Regions from separate parts of the Mus musculus genome. Here region 1 is linked to region 2. Evidence: chromatin contacts called from public Hi-C data. All regions are on one chromosome and are shown on one strand. Each heading gives the region's core, a stretch centred on a gene start, on an enhancer-like site or on the middle of the called end of the contact. The rest is flanking DNA. Distances are from core to core; before and after follow the strand shown. Region 1 overlaps Kcnk2 (potassium channel, subfamily K, member 2). Region 2 has its middle 100 kb from the start of Gm36561.

Evidence for each region. A called contact is a pair of places that touch in the nucleus more often than the background predicts.
Region 1: a Hi-C map of cerebellar granule neurons shows a contact between it and region 2, with 2.0 times the contacts expected there. The contact joins two enhancer-like sites. A contact is called at or near these places in 7 of 484 Hi-C or Micro-C datasets (cerebellar granule neurons, embryonic fibroblasts, embryonic retina and 2 more) and 1 of 9 other capture datasets (embryonic stem cells).

What each region holds. Positions count from the first base shown.
Region 1 is chr1:189,216,133-189,220,937 of GRCm38.p6, reverse strand. The region is part of intron 6 of Kcnk2 (potassium channel, subfamily K, member 2); the gene reads left to right. Among named protein-coding and RNA genes, the nearest start is that of A430027H14Rik, 120 kb to the left of the region's middle. Within about 2 kb of position 2,572, at least 29 of the 459 cell types and tissues checked have an H3K27ac peak or open chromatin away from gene starts, as enhancers often do. A contact at or near this core is called in cerebellar granule neurons, where this site is marked.
Region 2 is chr1:189,134,363-189,139,953 of GRCm38.p6, reverse strand. No RefSeq gene overlaps it. Among named protein-coding and RNA genes, the nearest start is that of Gm36561, 100 kb to the right of the region's middle. Within about 2 kb of position 2,228, at least 5 of the 459 cell types and tissues checked have an H3K27ac peak or open chromatin away from gene starts, as enhancers often do. A contact at or near this core is called in cerebellar granule neurons, where this site is marked.

The sequences.
Region 1 (4,805 bases), core at 1,323-3,822, 81 kb before region 2:
CTCAATTGTTATATAGTCAAGGTAAGTGTACAGTTTTGGGGGGAACTATTCTAAACTTGATGAATTTTCCAAGTTAATATAGAAGAACTAGAGCAGGGCTAAAATGGAGTGATGTCTAGTTTCTTGGTGACTGTTGCTAAATCGTTTAAAACCAGGACTCATGAGCCAGTACTACTTAATGCTGGAGAGTTTATGTGATGCCACCTGGGCCGAGGTCCAACAGTGTGATGCTGGTAGGCCATGCTTGTCAGAAGACCATGACTATTGCTTTGTAGGATAGGTATTTTCTATTAAATTTACCCTGGAAAAGATTATCTTACTAAAAATGAGGGGTATGGCTATGTCAGAGCAATTGCTTCCCATGAGCACGTCCCTGCCCAGCAATGGAGAAGCAGAAGGAAGGGAAAGTCAAAGGCCGGGGTGGGAAATTTTCCTTTTTCCTAGACACATGGTTGTACAGTTAGACGAGAAAGCATAGACCCACCGCCACCTCTCAGAAACAGACTCAACTTTGTACCTCTCAAAGATGGACTCTCAGACACAGATTCTGTACTCTTGGGGACTATGCAGCTGGCACTTTGAAGAGTTTATTTAGAAGAAAATAATCTCTTTATACAAGCACTTAAAAAGATCACACTTCTCAGAAGTTTAATTTGAAAATCATTTCCAAGACTGGAAAGTTCCGTGAAACTGTGCTGGGCTTCCTGCCTCCCAATGCAGACTGATGAGCCTTTGAGAAGTAGGCCCATTTAGACAGCCACAAAAGTCTGGACAAGGAAGGAACTCTTTCACTGCATGGAGTGGAAGGATAATAAATTGCATGTTAGTAAACTTAGCTGAGTTACAGTTCAAAAATCTGGACTCAAACAGATTCAGTTATTTTTTATTTACTTTATAATATTAAAAATTAAAGATTCCACCAAGCCATATTTGTGTGCATTAATATCCAGGTTGGATAGATTCTCAGGGACGATGACGTCTACTTCTGAAGCTTAAGACCGTACTGAGCCAATGAAAACCATCCCAGAACCCTGCTTCCAGGCTTTGTTCGCAGCTGGCTCTGCAGTATATTTCATCCGACAGATGCTGTCACCAAGGGATGATAGGAGAGAACAAAACACTACACCAAAATGTTTACATCTCCCAAAGAGCAACATAAATCCCAACACTTAGTGTATTAATAGGTGCCCAATGGTTAGAATCCAGTTACCATGTCATATACATATGATAGCATTCATTATTATATATGGTAATATTTAGTTATGAAACAATTCTACCTAAAGCTTAACCCCATCATGGTAGTAGAAAATGGTTTCTACAGGCGACAGACTTCTCAAAACACAGTTGCATCTTACAGGTTTTACTGCTACTGTGTTTACAATATGACATCTTACACATTTAGTTTTTTTTCTCTTTGCCGGAAACTCTTGATCAGAATATGATTCTGTAAATTACTGGCTTTTTGTCACAGGATATGAATATTTTTGAAACTGTTAAAATTGGTTCTGATGAGCAAATGAATAGGAGCCCGGGGTTTCTAGGTTGCCTTGTCTTTGGGCTGTGCCAGTGTACACGGACTCAGAATGCAAATATCAACCTTAGGACAGAGGTCCTGGTGTTCCCGCAGGGGGATGTCTGTGTTGGGCGGCAGTTGGCAGCGTCTCACTAGTTCAGCGATGCTCATATTTCTGGCACATCTCCATCAAGGCGGGGAATGAGCGCAGTTCTCTGAGTTACTGTTTTCCGAAGCACAATTGTAGATGTTGCCTTATAGAGTGTTTGGGGGGACAGAAGGCTGAAGGAGACAGAAGGCTGTAGATTAGGCTCTCACGGAGACTGCCTCATCTGTGATGGGAACCAGAGGAGTGATAAATACTCACATGAACACTGGCAATCGTCCTTTAGGATTTCTAAATTGTAAACATCCCAAAGAGGTGTCCTTCTTTGAGCAGTCAGTCAATCAGACAGTTTAGGAAAGTTACCCCCCCACCCCAAATGATAAAACTATTGCAAGTGCTTGTTTTAAGATGCATTGTTGCAGTTCAAAGGGTCTTGCTCTCGTTGTTTGGGATAACAGAAAGAACCAGAAGTCATAAGCTCTGGACCATTGCTGCAGAGGCAAGCCACCCAGGACTCTGTGAGCATCATGCTTTGCTGTCCCGAAAGGCCTTAGAGTCTAAACAAAGACCCCTAGCTACCAAGGGAGATGTTTGGTTTCTAAAGAGATGAATCCCATGAGGACACTATGCTAGTCACTTTTATCACTGATGGGGCAACATGCCTGATAAGTGACAACTGAAGGAGGGATGGATTTTTCTTTGATCCGTTTGGTGGGGGAAGGCACAGTTGTGCAGCTGTGAGGTGGTTCTACATTGCTCCTACAATCAGGAGGCACAGAGAGATGTGTGCTGGAGCCCATCTGGCTTTATCCTTTTACCTTTTATTTAGTCTGTCTCCAAGACCCCTACCATGATAGGAAGGATGGTTCCATTCACACTCAGCATGGCTCTCCCTCTCTGGAAAAGCCCTGGCAGGACAATCGCTAGCCAGCACAGATGGGGAAGGCCAGAGTCTGGGATTGCTTACAAGGTGTGGTCATGCAAGGCAGTCAGAGCTATGAAGAGAGCGAGAAGGGGTATGGTTAGAGGAGACTATGCAGGCCGGGCATTCTGGCGGCTGGAAACTCGGAAACAAGTTTTGAGGAAACATGCTGAGCCTTACCTATGCAGACCAGGCTAGGCATGAGTGCTTCTTGAAAGCTGCCTCTCCCTGTCAGGAGGAACAAGATGTCTTATCAGATGAGGAAACAGACTCCCTTTGACCTGATTATGTATAAGGAATCTTGAAGACTGGCTTGCCATATGTTCACCTGATTGGTCCAGCTGGCACTGGCTACATTCTCAATGCATGCACTCTTCCCAGAGCTGGAAATACCCAACAGGACCCAGCAGTCAAAACCTGCCTCCTGCCATGAAGCCAGACAAGCAAATTAAAGCAACAATTGTAACAAGTTGTACCGAGAGTGTTGTGAGGGAAGGACGGACTGTACACAGTGGCCCAGGAACAAACAGATGATCAAAATGGATTCTAGGGGAACGGCTTGGTGAGGACGTTTAGTTCCCTGCCAGCAGAAACTATCCCAGAGGAACGGGGAAACATTATTGTCTGGACGGAGAGATTGGCAAGCAAGCATAGACTGCTCAAGGAGCTGAAAGAAATCTACAGCGAGCTCCTGCAGGCAGAGCTGGGGACTTGAGTTTAGACTTGAGTCTGGAGGGATAGGCAAGCCTCAGATTGCGTGAGCTCCTCGGATGTGATGGAATAGTACAGAAGGTTATGGTTGCGGCATGGAGGCTGTGTTTGAGAAACAAGGGGATGCTAGGGGATTCAGGGTGGTTTGGGTGAGACAGCACAGTAGGGTGGAGGGCTGGGAAGGAGGTGAAAGGGAAGGGTGGCTCTGCAGGAACAGATGTGAGACCGGGTGCGAGGACGAGGAATGGGTGATGATGTTGTCTGACTTGGGCAGCTCAGTGGCTGCAGGTACTGGGATGGCGTGAAGCTTCAAATGCCAGGCTTCAGAAGTTCAGCAGTATCATCAGGGAAACCTGGGGCTTGCGGTGCCCTCGGGTCATCCGAGTGAGATGCCCTCAGAGCAGTCAGTTAGATACTGTGGGTTCAGGGGTGACCTGACCTAGAGATATGGATAAAAGAGACATCAGGAAGTATGGACGTATGATCGTTGAGATCATTGACAAACGGAAAGACATGGTTACCTGGGGGCAGGGGCGGGGGGGGGGAGAGAAAGAGAGAGAGAGAGAGAGAGAGAGAGAGAGAGAGAGAGAGACCCCCAAACCCAGAGGCACAAAGGCAAGTTAGGGGAAAATAAATAGAAAGGAACACAGAGTAGATAGGGGAGTACCAATCTGAACTGTTCCCACACAGCCATGACAGTGCAGAATTGAAACTGCAGCAGACCAGGCAGCGATGACATTTGCAACTATGGGATCAGGTAAGTTTAGGCCAGAGGGATGGTTTAGTGACAGAGGTTGGTTAGCCCATGGTCTATGAGGAAGGCACTGTGCGCTACCCACTTACTGCCTTTGCTGTTGTCAGTCAGAGATTATGAGAGTTAGAGAAAAGCTTGAAACATGTGGGATCCAAGAGAAGGCCTTTCAGGAAATGCCCAGGCTGAGGAAACCCATGGTGACCACTCAGGACCACCGTGTGCTCTCTGTTTGGTCATTATGTGAAGAACACTGCTATGTCAAAGGGAGAGGAAGTGCTATAGAAGCCAGCATGCCCAACCTGTGGGTTGTGACCCCTTTGGGGGATAGAATGACCCTCTCACTGAGGTCACATATCAGATATTTATATTATGAATCATAAAAGTGGCAACATTATAGTCATGATGTAGCAACAAAAATAATTTTATCATCTGGGGTCATCACAACATGAGGAAGTGTATTAAAGGGTCACAGCATTATGAAGGTTGAGAATCACTGGTTTAAGCTGCTATAAGGTTTTTAAAAGTAAAATCCAACAAAATAAAACCAACTTAATGTGTGGTGACTCATTATAATTTCCCAGAAGGCTATAAGGTATCAGAATTTCAGACAGAAAAAAAATTAATGTTCTAGCAAACATCATATTTTGGTGTTTTGAAATTTTTAAAATATTTATTTTATATGTACAGGTATTTTGCCTGCCTGCCTGCATGTGCACCACATGAGTTTAGTGTCCGCAGAGGTCAGAAGAGGCTCTCAGATCCCCTGGACCTGGAGTTAGAGATGGTTGGGAGCAGCCAC
Region 2 (5,591 bases), core at 979-3,478:
TTTCTTCATTTACATTTCAAATGCTATCACAAAAGTCCCCTATACCCCCCCCTCCCTGCTCCCCTACCCACTCACTCCCACTTCTTGGCCCTGGCGTTCCCCTGTACTGGGGCATATAAAGTTTGCTAGACCAAGGGGCCTTTCTTCCCAATGATGGCCGACTAGGCCATCTTCTACTACATATGCAGCTAGAGATACGAGTTCTGGGGTACTGGTTAGTTCATATTGTTGTTCCACCTATAGGGTTGCAGTCCCCTTCAGCTCTTGGGTATTTTCCCTAGCTCCTCCATTGGGGGCCCTGTGATCCATCCAATAGCTGACTGTGAGCATCCACTAATCAGCCACCAAACCCAGACACTATTGCAGATGCCAGCAAGATTTTGCTGAAAGGACCCTGATATAGCTGTCTCCTGTGAGGCTTTGCCAGTGCCTGGCAAATACAGAAGTGGATCCTCTTTCCCTCCTAATCTCACTTTCTCTCTCCATTTCTTTCTCTTCCTTGCCCCTGTATGTAGCAGTGGCTTCGCATTCATAGGATGGAGCAGGGTGGGGCGTACTTCATCCTTGCTATCAATCTGGGTCCCTGCCCTGCTTGCGGCACTGTTCTGTCCAGTCTTAGAGTACCCTGTGCCTGGCTCTCTTGCACCAAAGTGTCTGCTGCTCTGTTAGCAAGACCAGCTTTCTCGTCCTCATTCCGTCTCTGATGCTTAACCTTCACCATGTCGTTCTAACACCTCTCCCCTTCTGGAACTAAAATGCACACACGCTGCTGCTTCGTTAGGAGGTCCCTGCTCATTTTTAACTGCAGTAGTTCTGTGAATTGAAAACAAAAGCCTTTGGGCTGTTTACATGTTCTTGCTTGTGGTTTGCTGTAAAGTCACAGGGTAATGAAAAAATCCTCTTCAGGGGATCCATTCATTCTGAAAGGGACCTCTGGAGAGTAAAAATGGCATTAGTCACTGTGAAGGGTCCCAACCTGACCCACAGACCCAAACTTCCAGTGTTAATAAGGGGAGGCCTGAGAGTCAGTCCTGTTGGGGCCTCACCCAGGGGACAAATCTTGATCAAATGCCAAAGTTTAAAGTTTTTAGATTTTAAAAACAAAAGCCACACCAAACTCTCAGAAATAGTTGCTGAGGGAAGGCTTTTGGTCGTTGCTGTTTTTGGTTTGGTTTGGTTGTTTGTTTGTTTGTTTCAAGGAAGTTACAAACTATCCAAATCCGTTTAAAAGTTTTCAGGGTGTCAATCAGATTGCTAAACAAATAACTACAATGTGATGGCAAAGTACTGACTCTTGCCTTCTGTCTTCACTGCTGTGGCTGGAAGGTCTACACAGTGCCTGGTTCCAGCTAGGAACCTCTCCATGGAGGGTTTATAAACGAGTGGACATTCAGGCACGACTGCAGCTGGCTGGACACAAGGTCGCTTGTAGATGAGGTCCTTTATGAAGATTGGCAGGATGAAGCTGTTGCCTTTATAGGGAAACGGTTAAAGGTAGAACGTGCTAGAAACGGGGGTACGATCCTGTGAGGGAATGAGAAGGCAGGGTCTCTGTATCGAGTGATGAAGAATCCAGTGTCCCCTCTCAACCCCAGGGCTCCCGTTCAGACACTAACAACTGTCAGTCTTTACGGCATGGTGGAGAAAAATGATAGATCCTGTAAAATTCAGAAAGGAATTCTGTGTTTTCCGTGGAAGGCTCACTCTGTCCTCCAGTCTGAGGAGGGAGGTTGCTCTTTCATCCCAAGCCCGGACATTTTTCTCCTCATTTATTGCTCCGATCTGGTAGCCCTCATCCCTGGCAGCTCATCTGAATCGCCAATGAAACACAAAAGCCCCCCCCCCCCATGCCCTCACATCTGTCCATCTTCCACCTCTACTTTGATTGGATTGGACTATCATGGAGGACAGGCACTAGTGGGTTTGATTTTCCTGGTTTGTTTTTAAGATCTCAGAGGGTTTTAGTAGTTGTCTGAAGATGAGAGATTTTTCCCAGTCCCACAGTTTAGAAGTCGATGTGTCTACTGGAAAGGCATTCAGTTTTTCCTGGCTCTAAGCATTCACTATATCGTCCATCCCTGTTATCCTGATCTGGCCTTCATGCCCCTCAGTAGCCTCTGAAGGTTCTACCTGATTACCTTTTAAATGTGTTTGCAGGACCTTTAAAAATAGCCCTTTGCAAAGGACTCCAAAATGTTGCTTACACACATAAGTATATGCAATAATTCTATTTTGGTTCAGAAAATGACTATCTCAACCTAGAAAATATGTCAACAAGTGGTCCGTAAACAGCAGACAGGGCTGAAATCACATCATTGGAATGTCAGCACATGGGAGAAGAGAATCGTCTCTGTGTCTTCAAACAAAACATCCTTTAAAAAAAAACAAATCTGTTTTTAGAAATCATCTCTGGAGAATCAAAAACAAAGGTTCAAAAGCCATAACAGAGTAGGGCTATATTATCTGAGGAGAAAAATATATATGTATTTCTATTTAAAAACACACGCAACTTAGCCTGACTGTAGCTCACTATTTCTGTCTGGGAAACAAACAGAATATTCTGGCCCTAATACTTCATGAGATGTGATGAACTGTTAGTGTCCCAATGGCTTGTTTTTTTCTAACTAGATGAGAAATGAAATTGGAATTTTCAAAGTCCAATGTCGCTTCTGAACCAGCTACACAGACCAAAATACATCTACCTCCTGCTTCTACTCAGAACTGAACAGCTGGCCTCAGCAGGACTTGAACTAAGCAGCCCTTTGAACCTTGGCTCTGCCCCCCACCCCTCCCATTGGCTGCCACTCACAGTATCTGTTTAGTTAGGTACGCATTAGTGAGCTATAAACCACCATGTCTTCTACACATTTTGAAGAAATGCGTGATTTTAAATACATGGTGAGAGCAAAATTTGTGGGCTATATCAGCCCATGGATTGTTTTGACACAACTATCAATTAGGAAATCACAACGGAAATTAAAATCTACAGGAGAAAGAGAATGGCTGGTGGCCAGCATTACCCGGACTTGAGATGGAATTATTGGTCCTTAGGAAGAGGAGAAACTGTCCAAAACAACCCTGGAAACTCGGCCACATAAAACCTGATTCTGGCAGGGAACTGCTTCCATTTTCAAGGCAGGATAGAGAAATGATCTGAAGGTACCGTTTAGCTTCACACACAAGGACTTGGGAATGAAGCCATCCCTTCCTTGATTTTATTTATAAGAATTTTTCATATTTATGAGAAACGGAAGGTGAAGTCAGGAGACTGCACCTAAGAATATCTTTATACCCCTTTGCCTCAGCAACGCAACAATAACCAATATGCGTACATTCATTATGCCTCTAAAGCAGAGAGTTCTAAATCCGTTGCTAGCAGTGAGTCTTGCATCTGGAGATACTATGGATGGGTCATAATACCTGTGAGGGCCGACTGAGGGAGCTGAATTCTGCATGATTAAGATTGAAGATGTTCCACTAAGAGTAAATTAGATTTTAAGTGAGTTTACTTGTGGATTAATAATGGGAGAAAACGTGGATAAAAGCTAGCTATCTTAGAATGGAAGCGCGGGGGCATTTGAAACTCCTTATTACCACGTATTGTTTATGACTCCAGACTGCCAGCCTAGCAATTCACGTGGCTGACTCATAGGCTCCTCAAAACTGACGTGTCCTAGAGCCAGGCCTCCCACCTCATAAGGGGTTTCGTTGTTTTGTTTTTTCTAGGTTCCTCACCTTCCCCAAGTCTTTCTCAGGCACACCTTCCCAGTAGCTCAGGTCAAAATCGTTGTGGTCCTTGGTGACTTTTCTCTGTCTCATCTCATATTCACTTAATTTCCTGGCATGGCTGTCCCACAGGCTCTCACCACCTGCACGACAGTCCTCTGGAACTCTGCCTGCTTCTCCCCAGCTAAGCTCTCCTTGTTACACACTCGCAACACAGTAGCCAGGTGACCCTATTAAAGAGTCAGACATTTATGTTCCCCTCTCCTTATGTCTCTCCTCTTAGCTGCCTGCTCCCTGGCGTTTCTGGACTATTAGGCTCCAGCTGCAGAGACTCTTTAGCAAGTGTTGCCTCCACCAGGTGAGTACTTCCTCCTGTGTCTGCAAGCCTCTGCCTCTCCTAGGCTTATGTTTGGAAGGAGTCCTCATGGAAAGACGACCCCTGGCCCTCCTATGCTAGCACTTACTCTGTGACACATGGGAATGCCTGGATGATGCCATGTTCCCTGGACAAATACAGATGTTGGTGGATTGGTTGGATTTGATCTGATACTGCTTGGGACGGTTTATTCCTGGCTCTTGGTTGCTTCCATTCCTCTTTCCTTCATTTTCAGTTTTCATTCCTTGAAACCTAGCATCTGAGCCTATGATCTGGGTTCTTAGATGTATTACATATATGATTTTGATTGCTTTAAGCTTTCTTCTAGCCTTTGAAGATATTCATGCATACATGCACATGACACGTGCACACACACACACAAATAATAAAGTATTTTTAATTGTGAGTGTGATGAGCATTAGGCAAGGAAGGCAGCAGAGACATCACAAACGCTGGTTGGCTACATGTCAAGACCACTGCTCTTCTGCTTATAGGAGCTCCTCTCTGTCTGCCTCATGTTCCGCTTGCCATGATGGAGCCAACGTGAACCCTTTGAGAACGTCCCATGACCCCAGCTTCAATTCCAAAGCTGGCGGTGGGATATACACAGAAGAGAGTCTTCTCCTCTCCTCTTAGAACACTGCTCCAGCTCCCATCTATAAATTCAGTGTGAATATATTGTTGATTCGGACAATGACCCTTCACCATATTAAGATGTCTTAATAACACATCACCACCTTGCAATACTCACCGGGCAAGACAGTTCTGTCACACATCCCTAACTGTCTTCACTTTCACGTACTTCAAGTCATATGTCCTCTTTTGTGGTTTGTGTCATTGATTACTCAATACTGATTAATTTCCCATCAGCTTGATAAATTGGCATACTGTGTCAATTTGTAACATGGTAATTAAGAGAAGTAATTTCACTGAATATAGGAGCTCAATATTCAAAATAAAGCATATGGAACTTTTATCTACTGAAAATTACATTTCAAAAATAGCATTAAATTACAAAACCAAGCCAGTTTAATCTTGAGAGAATATTAAGCCACACTCATCGGCTTAAGTGCCTCATTTTAGATTATTTTAATGGTTATAGCAGAATGTTCTTTTAATGAGTGTTAGATTTTCATGTCAAGAGCTAACGTTTAGAACTCTACTAGTTTCAAATGTGCTCGTCTGATTAAGGTGGCAGAGTTCCAACGTGGGATGGGTCGCCTCAGCCACCCTTCAAGGTTCAGGACTGCATTAATAACTTGTATCTTTGCTGGGACAAAGTGCCTGATAAAGAGCAGCTTAAGGAAGAAAGGAAAGGTTCAGTTTGGCCCCATCATGGCAAGAGGAACATGAGGCAGCTGGTGGCGTCGTGTCTGTGGTCAGGAAGCTGAGGGAGGTGAACTCTGGTGTTAGGTGTAATTTAAAAAGCCACACTACCTCCTTGCCCAGGCGGCAGCCAGAGATAGCTCAGGATTGATCGAAACCAACC